2 separate regions of the Macaca mulatta genome follow, and region 1 is linked to region 2. Evidence: chromatin contacts called from public Hi-C data. All regions are on one chromosome and are shown on one strand. The core of a region is the stretch at or near the end of the contact, and the rest is flanking DNA. Distances in the headings are between cores, read along the strand shown. Region 1 overlaps JMJD1C (jumonji domain containing 1C). Region 2 holds the start of LOC114669982.

Region 1 (6,937 bases), core at 3,457-5,956, 270 kb before region 2:
GAATGAATGACAGAATTGTTATACTGCTGATAAGCTTTTATTTGATACACTTGCTTCTAATCATCTATTTACTTTTCAATTTATTACACTAGAATAAACTAAATACAGTCTATTTCCATTTTTATTATATGCCTTTAATTCCAGATAATGGAACAGTTCAGAGTATGGATCACCATACCACTGTGAACAAGTTAGATAGTACTAAAGAATCAGACATTTCAAAGTGCAAATCTCAATTATGTGACACAAAACAGGCACTTGGAGCTTTTTTCAATAAAATAATAAATGAGTACAAAGACTTAAAAGGCCCAATTCATACGGAGAGCTTTTGATATTATAATTTTTGCTTATAGACAAGGCCACACACGACTGCAACTAACTCCTTTTATGAATTTAACTGTCATAGTATTTGTACAATAAAGAAAACTTCATCCTTCAATTCCATATATATATACTTTACTGGCAATATATAAAATATAAAAGTTTGAGATTAAGATACTTAGTCAACAAAAAAATACCTAACTCAATGGATACTTCTTCATTTATAGTAAGAACCTTAGTTCTCTAGTAGCAAATCCACAAATAGCTGCTCTAACAGAAAACTGGGGAGGAAGAAAATAAGAGACAAATACTCGCCAAACATTAATCTCTAATATGCCACCCCCTTAAAAAAATATTTTTTTGGAGATATAGAAATTAACTGTGATCATAAACCACTGGTTTTGTGTATTGTAGAATTTATATATTTAAATATAGTGGCAGTTTCAGATCATAAAATTAAATGTAAAAATTATATAAAATGTAAGATAGAAGTAAATGAAACATAAAAATCAGTGGCGAAAAAGTGGCTGACTTTTAATTAAGAGAAACAAAGAGGTAGCAGATAGGAAAACATTCCAAAACAGTAGATAAAACAGAATCTATTATATCTAGCTTTAATGTACTAAGAAACACACTATTATGTGTATGTGTATATAAAATATATAATTATACATGTATCATGGCGTACATAATCACATTACACAGTTGAGGTGTAAGCCTAACTCATTCTTTTTGATTAACCATGACTGATGACAATTCTATTAAACATTAGAAAGAGAATGGACATTATTTAATCTATGAAGTAGATAATCCATTCATATTTAGAAGTTCCCTGACTTATGAAAACTACCAACTTAAAGAACTTTTCTGTGCTCAGGAGACTGAGGCAGGAGGACTGCCTGAGACCAGGAGTTGGAGGCTGCTGTGCACTATGGTTACACCTGTGAATAGCCACTGCACTCCAACCTGGGCAATATAGGGAGACTGTCTCTAAAAAATATTTAAGGAAAAAAAAACTTTTCTAGGTAGCCTAGAAGAAAAGCAAGTCAACTCTGTCCACAATTAACAGATGACATCTAATATTGACTTAATATTACTTTGGACTTGGTGAACAAATGGGTCATAAAACAGCCTCTCTAAAGCTACATGCTAGTTACCAAGCAGGCGAGATTTGACTAAACATTACAACCTGGGGAGAAAATAGGCACTCATTCTGGTCCTTTTCTTAGAACTTACTTGTGAATATGTATATTCGTCTCAAGATGAAAAGAGAATACATATTTCACTAAGACTTAATTTTATAAATTTAACTTCACGAGAGTTTTCTAGGCATTAAAACCTGGAAGGTACCTATCTGGTTTTTTTGTTTTTGCTTTTTAAGTTTTACTCAAGTATCTGAACACCCAACACCAAAGGAAATGTCATATAAAACAGAAAAGAAACAATTAAATTGCTCACACTAAGCCTATTATGAATTCATGGGGGCAGTGAGGGAGAGTAAGGGGAACACATAAGAAAAAGAAACTCTGTATATAATCCAATATTCAAGTAAATGGCAGGTATCCTTCGATGTTAATCCCCCTCTCTGTCTTCTGACTATGCTTGCATTTCAGTCTGTCAGTCTCTGGCTCTAGTTGAGTTTGTCCTTTGTTCTTTCACTTTCTGACTGTCCTTTTCTATGACTCCATCCTCCTGTTTTCCTCTCCTTCACTTTGCCTCTGGTTTCCACACAGGCATGTGGGAAAACCTCATTCAGTTAAAAAGCACAAATGGGAGCCTTCAAGCATCCAAGTGCTTGTGAAAGTACTTCTTGAGTGTCCACACTGTCACAGATATTTCATATATTGTATGTGGATGAACACACGGACATAGTGAAACTAAGTGCTTTCTGCATTGTGCAACATACCTAAAAAGAAATAAGCAAACTGAGAAAAACTACTACTAGAGTAAAATGATATAGAAACACTTTATAGTGAATATTACTGTTAAGTATCCCTTAGTTTGTCCAGCTGTTGCCACAAAGGATATAAAATCAGTTTTGAAGCTATTAATTTGGTAATTCTTTAACATCAAAATGAATACACAAAACCACAAGCCTCCCCTTATATTAATTTTTACCCATTAAGGACTGTTTGAATGAGCAGCATTAAATAGATAATAATTTCCATAAGCTTCCCATTTTGTCACCAGATGATATAAGAGTGAAATATAGTCCACATTCATATTACTCTGAAGTAAAATTGGCCCTCCATTAACTGTGGGTTCTAAACCCATGGGTTCAACCTACCATGGATCAAAAATACTCAAGAGAAAAAAATATTCTACAAAGTTCCAAAAAAGCAAAACTTTAACTTGCCATGTGCAGAGTACTATGTTCAATCCTGCATGAATGAAGTGATGTGTAAGGATTGTGTTAGGCATTATAAGGAATCTAGAGATGATTTAAAGTATATGGGAGGATGTGTGTAGGTTTCACGCAAATATAGTCATACACTATTAGGCAATTTCCTCATTGTGGGAACTTCATAGAATGTACTTACACAAACCCAGCTTACAAAGCTGTACAGTATTTACTGTACTTTATACTATAGATAATTGTAACACAAAGTATTTACGTATCTAAACAAAGAAAAAGGTATAATAAAAACATAGTCTTACAATCTCATGAGACCACTGTCATATATACATTCCATCATTTTTTGTTTATTTTTTGAGACATGGTCTTGCTCTGTTGCCCAGGCTGGAGTGCAGTGGTGCAGTCATGGCTCACTGCAGCTTCAACCACCCCAGCTCAAGTGATCCTCCTGCCTCAGCTTCCCAAAGTGATGGGATTACAGGAGTGAGCCACTGTACCCAGCTGTGCATTCTGTCACTGACTGAAAAGTTGTTATGCAGCACATGACTGTACTATGCTATTTTATATAAGGGATGTGCACATCTGTGAATTTTGGTATCCGTGGGGCGGGGGGGGTCCTGAAACCAATCCCCCACAGGTATACCCAGGGACAAGTGTAACTGTCTTCTAGAAATGTGCCTCAAAATATGCGTATGTGAGTAGCATTTCTTTCCTGACTACATCTTGGTAGAGGTAAATATCTTAGCTGATATTACGAATCCACTTTTGGTGTGACAGCCATAACTGCATTTTGACAATTCTTAAAAATGGCCAAAATACGAATAACTACTAAATTCCATGCTGAGTTATGCAAATTACCTACAATGACTGTCAGGTAAAACATATATTTCTACAAGTCTTTTAAAAATGGAGGAATAAGTGTTCTCTCATTTCCTCTTAAAGGGGAAATGTTTGTGAAATGTAGAAACGAGATCAATGAGCATACACATAAAGGTAAGGCATGCAAATGAAGACAAAGGATGCCTTTAAGCTCACTGATCTTTAAAGAAGCACACTAATTCAGCTAAAACATTCAGCCCATTTTACCTGAGATAAAACAAAGTAACTGACTTACTATTACTGTTGCTTTGCAACTTCAGTTTACTTTTTTCTTTGGCACTCCTGCTGAGAACTCCATTGGGTTTCAAATCTTCTTCTATTTCACCTTTTCTCTTCTGCAAATCATTTTGCTTCTTTTTGTAAGTTGGCTTAGGTTGTCTTTTAGTCCTTTGCTCTGACTTGCTTTCACTTTCATCTGAGTCTCCACTTTCAGAGCCAGATTCATAAGTTCTTTTGGCTTTTCTCCTATTGACTTTATCATCTTTTACATATTTATCAACTATGATCTTACTATCTACACTATTTTGTATATCACTAGATGTAGAGGCTATTAAATTGACAGAACATGGCTTAATAATTTCTGATACAGAATTCCCTGAATTTTCCATTTTATTAGTATTTTTATCTTCTTCTGAATGTCTGGTGAGCCAGGCCTTTTTCAGTTTAGTATGGTAGTTTGGTTGACTTGTCTGGGAAGCTTGCCCATTTCCTACAGAGTTTGCTTTGTTAATTGTACTACAGATTACAGTGCTATCAAGAGGAAGGGAGGCTGAAAGTGTCTGACTTTTTATAGCATTAGGTTCAGTCTCACTGACATTACTACTTTTATACTGAGCTGCAGCCAATGCTGCCTTGTGCTTTTTTAAATGGATAAAATCAGTTGTGCCTGAGAACCCAGAACTGGGTTGAACAACACTTCCTGTCTTACTACTGGCTAACGTAACTGGTGCTGTGGTGCTGACCTTGCATTCTTGTTTTTGAGCCACTGGCTGACTGACACTTTTTGAAGATGTACATTCTGATGATGTAGAGGCCAAAATGGTATTTGATAAAGAAGAAATTGCTTCTGAACCACCCCAGCTGGAAACACTGGTAGTATCGGCAGCAGATGTGATTACATCCGTTTTGGTATTACACATTGTATTTACAGACATGACTGAACTGGGAACACTGCCCTGTGAGACAGCCTGAAAGTTTTTTTCAGATTTTGTGTGAACACTGTCTGAATTCACATTTGGCAAAATGATTCTTCCAGTTTCTCCGGCTTCTGCTAGTTTGAGGCAATCTGTTTTATGTGCCCCAGCTGAAGATCTTTCACTAACTCGATCTTTAGAAGCTAACTGCACTGCTGGCATACTATCAGTTTTTGTACTAGAAGACGGACGCACAATGACAGATGCCATAGCAGCCTGTAACTTTCCGCTGCTTTTCTCCACATGCCATTCGGTTTTCTCTTTGCTGAAGTTATTATTAGGTCTCCACATCTCTGTCAAACTCTGTTCTGAAGAACTCTTAAAATTTGCCTGAGAGTCTTTTGGCTCGGGTATTAGAGTTGGAGGCTTCTGTGACTCTTGAATTTTACCACCAGCATTTACTGGCATCACAGGAGTTAAAGTTGGAGGGGAAAGGCTACTATAGCTGCCTTCCTTTCTTTCCAGGCTGTGATGGATTGGTGGGTGAAATACTGGTGCTCTATGTAATGCAGGCATACTGCGGAGTGTATTTGTAGAAGAAATTGTCAAATGGGTAGGACTCCTACAGTCATTTCTGAAGGCTGTTACTGAGTGAGATGCAATCTGATGAGGAAGATGTTCTGGTATCTTGCCTACTAAACCTTCACTTTCTGGTTGGTGTTTAATCAAAGGTGGAGGCTTTGAAAGAGATGTTATAAATGAAGTCAGAGTTTGAGGATTAGCTGCTGCTGCTGCAAGGGCATTACTCTGTTTATCACCATAAATATTTGAAATTTCTTTGGATGGGTATGATCTTGGTGGTTCATTGACCACACTATTAGACAATGTAGTGAAATAGTTACTTTGGGGTAAACTCTGAGGCACTGAGTGCTTCATTTTATAAAGATCTGATACTGAGCGTTCTACATCCATATCTTGTTTGATGGCATGGCTTTTAGGACTGGACGATGATGATGCCACTCTGGAATAATTCTCTCTCTCACCCTCAAGTCCCTTGATTTTAGTTGTAAAGGGAGCAACATCAATACTTTCTTGAAGAATTCGACGGTGTTCCTCTTTGTATTTGTTTAATCTCTCTCCAGTCTCCTGGGGTGGTCTCTGTAATTGATTTAATACTGGATCCACAAAATGCCTATGTAAGTGACAATCTTTTCCAGTCTGTGACCTATTTAGATCCAGGTCATTTTTTGCTGACGTGGATGCAACAGACCGTAATGGTTCCATAAAAGCTTTCCTTTCTAATTCTCTGCAAAGAAAATACACAAATATTTCTGTAACCACTTTTTCTTGCAAAATACAAAGATAGCTTCTATGCAATATCATTCTACTATGAAAGTAAAAGACATCTTTGCATGTACTCTATTATTATAACAAATTTGAAGAAATATCAAAACAGAACAAGCCTAATCTTAAGATATGTGTTAACTTAAAATTAACTGTTTAAAAGGCGAATTAAGAAAAATTATGAACAAGGTATTTATAATTTTTAAGCATTGGTGAACTTACTCCTTATGATGATCTACTAAAGTTTTTGTCAGTGGTGGACTGGAATGGGCTGTAATTTTAAGAGGCCGATGAGGCTCTGCACTGGAAGGTCTGACAGGAATGTGACTAAGTAATCCAATACCATCTGCTGAGGTCACAGGGGTGGGCTGATGTAGCCAAGGACTGGGAGAATTCTATTAAAAACAAAACAAAACAAAAAACCTAGATTTCAGTTACTAGAAAAAGCTAAACACCGTGTCACAGTAGGACTGGGTATGATCTTGGTGGTTTATGAGTTCATTCAAATAGCAGCTTATTTGGGAAACTTGTAACTTTTCTAAATACATCTTATGAGAAATAGTCAAATAATAACATAATTATACAGATTTTTCCATATCATAATCAGTATTAAATAACTTATTGTCATCTTACTAAAAATAGATCTTGAAATCAGTGCCTTTAATTTACTATAAATGCCATATACAGAACCTAGCTTATATGATTTCCTAAGATTTTAACAGCAAAAGAATATATATTGCTAACAGTAAAAACAGAATATTCCTAAAACACATTTCAGCAGAAGTAGAAATTATAACCAAATTAATTTGTCAATTTTTGTCAACAGAAATAATTAACTTTTCCAATGTAACAATTTACTGACAACTGGCAGATAATTACATTTCAAAACCCAAATGCACTCCTC
Region 2 (6,936 bases), core at 173-2,672:
AATTTCTAGAACCACTAACATCAGCAATACTTCTTAAGGAAGATTATACACTTTTGTACGAAAATAACCAGCCAAAACCTTCAAAACTACTTCTATTTCCTGTTAGAAACACCTATTAGCAAAACATACCTATTTTGCAACGTCGAGTCAACATTAATACATGCCGCATTAACTATATCACTGACTACAGTGATGAAAACCCGAGTTTACAAAACATTCAGAAACTATTAAAACAGGTAGGTAAAAAACATTAGGTAGATACCTGTACAGATATTACAGTGAATTTGGAATTGTAAGCTTGCATGCATACAAGGGGAAAAAAATATTCCTAAATTTGAAATTTTCAGTGAAAAAATAAGTGGCTCAGGGCACTACAAATAAATTTCATAGATAACGTATTCATAAATCAACCTTGGGAAGTCTAGTCTATGTCTTGTCTCTACTACGCCCCTTACCTTCAAGCTGCCCCTCAGTGAGAATGCACTTGGGAACACAACAGAGCATATTACAGCTCAAAATCACGCACATACCTACACTACTCAAAGAAAACACTGGCAGTGTCACACATAAGAAAGCAAAAGAAAAAAAAAGACAATCAATTCTGCATGGCATTTAACATTTTAATTGACATTTTTCGTCTTATTTAAAACCATATAAAACCCAGAAACAGCTTGACTCCAAAGCACTGCATCTTTCTAACAAAAAAAGTACACTGGGCACAGAAAGAAAGAGATTACCCTCCATACCAAAATTTTTCACTTTTATAAACCTTTCCGGTTAGAAAGCCAAGCATCTATTAAGGTGAGGATAAACCCGGGCACCGCCACCACCACCACGGCCTCTGCCTCTAAAACACAAAGGAATCCCCGGACTGTGTGGGAACGTCTCTGTCCTTTCCTCCCTCCCTTTCAGCAAACTTACAGGACAAGTTTTAAGTCTCGAGCTACAACACTATGAACACTTTTCCAAGAAAAGAGATGCCAGGGAAGCTGGCCACCTATCGCTATGAGTGGTCCGCCCCCTACCCCTACCTGCCCGCGCGGCGCCGGACTCGCAGCTCCGCCTTTTGGGGAGGTCTCCGCGGCCGCCCAGGCGCCACAGTGGGCAGCTGCGGTCGACCCCTCCGGGATTGGGGGCAGGGCGGCCTCCGCGGCTATCCCGGGAGTCCCGCTCCGACACCGCCTCCCCTGGGGAAGCCGCTCGCAGAGAGGCAGGGACCCAGGCAAGGGATGCGGGCAAACAAGCCAAGGGCTCGGCAGAGGGGCGTGACCGCCAGTTGGCCGGGCTGAGCGAGGTGCCAGAGGGAAGCCCGCAAGGTACGTCTGCGAGAGCCGGGTGCGGACGCGGCAGGGGGGAAGGGGGGCGCTCGCTCTCTTACCGCCAGGTCCGGATTGCGGCTGTCCCTGTGTGACACGGCTCGGATGACCCCCGCTCGCCAGCCGCGTCCGCTCTCCCAGCGCTCCGGACGCGCCTCGTCGCTGACCGCCACACACAGGAACCGCTTCCCCACCAGCTCCGGCCGCGTCTCCACCGCCATAGCCGTCGCTGCCGAAGCGACCGCTGCCTCCTCCAGGGCGAGGGAACCGGTGAAACCTCGCTCCTACCGGCCGCTCATGCTGAGGAGAGCGAACCGGGGCACGGCAGCGGCCCCGAACGAGCGCAGACTCGGGGCGCACTGGCCGCTCTGCCCCGGACACAGCGACCTCGGTCCCTCCCCCAAACACTCCTCTGGAATCCCAGATTCGCAGCGTTGGGCTGCAGCGCCACACAAGAAAAGTGAGAGAAAACCCAACACGGCCGTCGAACACCCAGAGGCAGCCCAGCCGCCGCCACCGCACCGCGGCCAGTACTGCTCCGTCTCCGTCCCCGGGCAGCGGCGACGCGCAGCGCGTCTCCTTCCGCCGGCGCGGGCGGGGCAGGAGCCGCGGGAGGGTCGGCGGAACCACCGCAGACGGAAAGTAGTGCCCAGCCTTGCGGAGGCGGCGGCCGCCACGGGGTCCTCCGAGATCCAGAGGTGGCGGCGGCGGCAGACCAAGAAATGAAGCCGGCCGCGGGGAAGTAGGCGACAGCTATTCAAAGCTTTTGGGGGTCTACCTGTGTATTCGTTGCTCCCTCAGAAGTGGAGGTGAGGGGAAAGTGAAGTGTAGTGGTTCCACTTTGATCACAAAATAAACTCCAGGGTTGACGCCTCACCCCCGGCGCGATGTTCAGAGCACACGGCGCCCGCCGCCTGAGTTAGCCTGAATTAGCAGTACCGCAGTACCAGCAGCAGAGCAGGACAACACTTCTACTGAAAACTAAGCCCCAAAGTCACAGCAGAACCAACCGTTCATGACTTCAAGGGAAAACGAAGGGGAAAATATCATCCTTTTCTTTTGTAGCGATACTAATTACATGTTTAAGCTATTCAGAGATTTAAATTCGTCACTGCTTTATTATAAGAACAGTAAATGCTCCGTGGCGGGCCCTTGTCAACGTCCTGAAATTTCACAAACCTTGTCTGCGACAGTCTTAGTGCTTTTAGTACTAGTACATACCTCAAACACACAGGTAGGTCGGATAATAACAGCAGAGAAAATCCCCAGATTCAGTTATTAGAAAATACCACGGAAACAAAAGGATTTTAACCAATCACAATTCAAGAAAATAAATTATATTTATTTCCCATCCAATTACAATAGGACTCCCTAACCTACACACAGATCTCTTGGAACACTCTTCTTTGATCAACTTCTTTAATTGTTATAAATCAAACCTCCCTACAGATGTCAGCGAGCAGTTCGATTTCAGGCACACTTTATACTGCTTTTTTATAGGTAGTTTTAAAAATCCCAGTTGTGGTTTTTCAGTGGCATTAGTGATTACAGTCCGCTTAAAAATTCTTCTAGTCCAATAAAATATTCTAAATTTCAGTCTCTTAGAGATTTTCCTGAACCTCTATTTTAAAAAAGTTTAGTAATCTGAATGTTTAAATAACTATAAGGCTTTTATCTGTTTTCTCTAGAACACTCAAGCTGGGCAATTTGAAATGGAGAAACATGACCACTGCTAATAGGTTAGAAACCAAAATTATAAGGAAGATGGATTTTAATAATCATGGTCGAATTTTGCTAATCTAAAGACCAAACACAGAACTGTAATAAATAGGCTGGGCGCGGTGCCTAACGTCTGTAATCCCTGCACTTTGGGAGGCGGATCACCTGAGGTCAGGAGTTCGAGACCAGCCTGGCCAACATGATGAAACCCCCTCTCTACTAAAAGTACAAAAAATTAGCTGGGGGTGGTGGCGCGCGCCTGTAATCCCAGCTACTCAGGAGGCAGCACTCGGAGAATCGCTTGAACCTGGGAGCCGGAGATTGCAGTGAGCCGAGATCGCACCACTGCACTCCAACCCGGGGAACAAGAGCAAAAACTCAGTCCCCCGAAAACAACAACAAAAAGCTCTAATAAATTAAAAAGGCAAAACATATCCAAAAATGCACATTGGCAAGTTGAGAGAAAAACTTAATTTTGCTTGGGCAATTTTATTTCCAAGTCCACTTTTTCAGTGTACACTGTATAATGAAGAATTACAGATGAAGATTTCTAAAATCAATGTAGATTAAGGAGCCAGTAAAGTGGCTTGGTGACAATAATCCAACATATGTAAGGATACAAGAGAGCCGGGCGCGGTGGCTCACGCCTGTAATCCCAGCACTTTGGGAGGCCGAGACGGGCGGATCACGAGGTCAGGAGATCCAGACCATCCTGGCTAACACGGTAAAACCCCGTCTCTACTAAAAATACAAAAATATTAGCCGGGCGCAGTGGCAGGCGCCTTAGTCCCAGCTACACGGGAGGCTGAGGCAGGAGAATGGCATGAACCCGGGAGGCGGAGCTTGCAGTGAGTGGAGATTGGGCCACTGCACTCCAGCCTGGGCGACAGAGCGAGACTCCGTCTCAAAAAAAAAAAAAAAAAAAGAGTAGGCAGATCAACATCCAGATACCAACTCATCAATGATCTGCTTTGTGACCATGCGCATGATGCAATTGTAAAAATGCAAAAATGCCTGAATCCTAATTTTCAGTGATATCCTAGGAGCAAATGAAAAATAGATAAAGTCATTTGAGAAAAACATGCAAATTCATCAGTTATTACATAAATCCCACTCACCAAATTACATTCTTAGGAGTATAGGTTGCTGGTTGCCTTACATAAATAAAAACTGCCAGCTGTTTTCAATTTTGTAGGCAAACTGCTCTACATGGGCCCTTAGGAACTCCCACTACATGTTGAATTCCACCCTTTTCAGTCTTCTGAAAAGCACGTAATCCAACAAACCAATCAAAATATTTCATGTATAGAAACAAAGTTTTTCAGGAGGGCATATATCCCTGTAATATTTTTAATCAAATATCTTAATATTCTTAGAACTATAGGCCAAATTCTGTTCTACTAATCCCTTGACTACAGTCAATGCCTAGAGTTTACACTAATTCGTGGATATTTTGCTGTTGGAAAAACTTAAAAGTACATTTTTAAAAATGTAGAATAAAAAGTCATTAAAGATTTTTTGCTTGTTTGCTGGCATTTTTTGCTTCGTTTTGTATCAAGGGGTATTTGTATTATTTTATTTTTGCCAGCAAATCATAACATTGTAAATAACAATGAATTAAAAAATTTTTTCAAGTCGGTTTTGAAACTTCAGAGTATTTGTTTCTTTTTTTTTTTTTTTTTTTTTTTTTTTTTTTTTTTTTTTTTTGAGACGGAGTCTCGCTCTGCCACCCAGGCTGGAGTGCAGTGGCCGGATCTCAGCTCACTGCAAGCTCCGCCTCCCGGGTTCACGCCATTCTCCTGCCTCAGCCTCCCGAGTAGCTGGGACTACAGGCTCCCTCGCCCGGCTAGTTTTTTTTTTTTTTTGTATTTTTTAGTAGAGACGGGGTTTCACCGTGTTAGCCGGGATCGTCTCTCGATCTCCTGACCTCGTGATCCGCCCATCTCGGCCTCCCAAAGTGCTGGGATTACAGGCTTGAGCCACCGCGCCCGGCCGTTTCCTTACATTCTTTACTTCCATAAAGATACTCGGAAACAGAAGAGTGATGGTATTTGTTTTCATTATACAGGCAGAAAGAATGACAGTGAAGTACTTAAAATAACTAAGTTTACTTATAGAAGCTGAAAATTAGAAATATAAATTAGATTTTCTAGTCTTTCCATCGCCACATGTAAATATGTCCATTAAATATGCCTACACACACATCAATTCAAGCAAACCTCATACATCAAATATCTTAATCTACACCAAAGATTGGGAGATTATTTGATTTTTTCCCTTTTTAGAAGTTCACAAAAATTTATTCATAAAAACAACTTGGGCTAGGTGGTGGCATGTGCCTGCTGTCCCAGCTTCTCTGGAGGCTGAAACTGGAGGATCTCTTGAGTCCAGGACTTCTAGTTCAGGCTGGGCAACATCACAAGACCCTGTCTCTAAAAAAATCTTTAAAATACAAAGAAACCCCACAAACTATTTCGTTTGTTTTTTAAAAAACTGACTTATAAAGGAAGAAAATGTATTCACTGCATAAGAACCATAATTATCTACTTAATTATCAGTGATTAACAGTTCATGAAGTTTAGTTTGAATAAGCAAAAGCCTAGTAGTTACAGATTTTTCACTTTTTGACTTGGTATGTAATTGTGGAAAGGGTCAATCTTCTGTTGTCATACATACTAGTATTTTATGCCACTATACATGTCTACTTTATCACAGATATTATCTAATATAGACAAAAAGTTTAACACATCTTTTGTAATAATATTAGCCACCACTTGTAGAACACCTACTATGTGTCAGACAGTATACTAAGTACTTTACATACGTAATCTCACTTTAAGGATGAGGAAAATGAAGTTTAGAGAAGTTCAGTAACTTGCCTAAGAATACACATGAAGAAACTGGTTTTCGAAACCAGATCTGTGATAACAAAGACTCCCTGCTATTAACTATTACACTAAAAAGTCACTTAAAAGAAACATGAAGGTCAGTTATCAAGTTGTTTCATCCTTATTTACAGTTTACTCATAATTGATGTGTTCAGTATTTATTTAGCACTTACTATGTGGGTCACATCCTGCAAGGTTCTGGAGATAGGACCTCTATTCTTGAGAAGCTCACAGTCTATCTGGAAAGATAGACAACAGAAATGCTTTGGTTTATTTAATTAAGGAACTATCAATAGAATTTCATCCAAATTTAATGCATTTTAATAAATATTTTTCAAATCTATTATAACTTAAGGCTTTTATTGTCAAATGTAAATAATGGACTGCTTTTATGAAGTCTTAGATTATATATATAGATATGGCTAAGAATTATGCAAGCCACTATTAAAATGAAGGAAACCAAGAGTTTCAACTGAATTATGCAAGTGGAAGACCAAGAATAAATGGAATATAAATTTATGTTCTTTTTTTAATTAAACTTCAAATAATTTGTATTTAGGGTTTGTATACCCTAAGCATTTATTTAAAATAAATTCCTCAATCACATTTATGATAATGAAAAATTAACTCAAATATCAAAATATCACTTCCTCAAGGAAACCATCCCTGATTCTCAGACTATGTAGTATTCCCCAATAAGAGATTTTCAAAACATGCCTTATTTGTCTTACTACTACAACTGTATTTACACCATTTATTGTGTAATTGATCATTTATATTTTTCCCTTTATTGGCTACATAAGCTCCATAAGGCATCTTTGTCTTGTTCACAACTATACTCCCAGCAGCTACTAGGCCTTGCTAAGAGATGATAATACATTTTATAGCATGAATGAATGAATATAGCAAAATGTACCTTTTTCTAAATCTAACCCAACTAAGAGGAACTTAGAATCTCAGACACAAATGAGAGTTCCTGTTCTTCCTACAGGGGTATTCATCATCTTCAAAAT

The links. Hi-C and Micro-C count contacts between places; a contact is called where the count stands out from the background.
Region 1: a contact with region 2 is called in a Hi-C map of fetal cortical plate, with 2.3 times the contacts expected there. The contact joins the enhancer-like site here to the promoter of LOC114669982 in region 2. A contact is called at or near these places in 3 of 14 Hi-C or Micro-C datasets (fetal cortex germinal zone, fetal cortical plate and liver).

What each region holds. Positions count from the first base shown.
Region 1 is chr9:86,597,055-86,603,991 of T2T-MMU8v2.0, reverse strand. JMJD1C (jumonji domain containing 1C) reads right to left here. Exons shown (of 26, transcript XM_077946712.1): 9 at 6,256-6,428; 10 at 3,792-5,995. Among named protein-coding and RNA genes, the nearest start is that of NRBF2, 76 kb to the left of the region's middle. Within about 2 kb of position 4,706, at least 12 of the 40 cell types and tissues checked have an H3K27ac peak or open chromatin away from gene starts, as enhancers often do. A contact at or near this core is called in fetal cortical plate, where this site is marked.
Region 2 is chr9:86,327,687-86,334,622 of T2T-MMU8v2.0, reverse strand. It overlaps LOC114669982, which reads left to right and starts at 1,422. Exons shown (of 1, transcript XM_028826600.2): 1 at 1,422-3,791. The coding sequence starts at 1,422. The coding sequence ends at 2,042. It overlaps JMJD1C (jumonji domain containing 1C), which reads right to left. Exons shown (of 26, transcript XM_077946712.1): 2 at 6,097-6,162.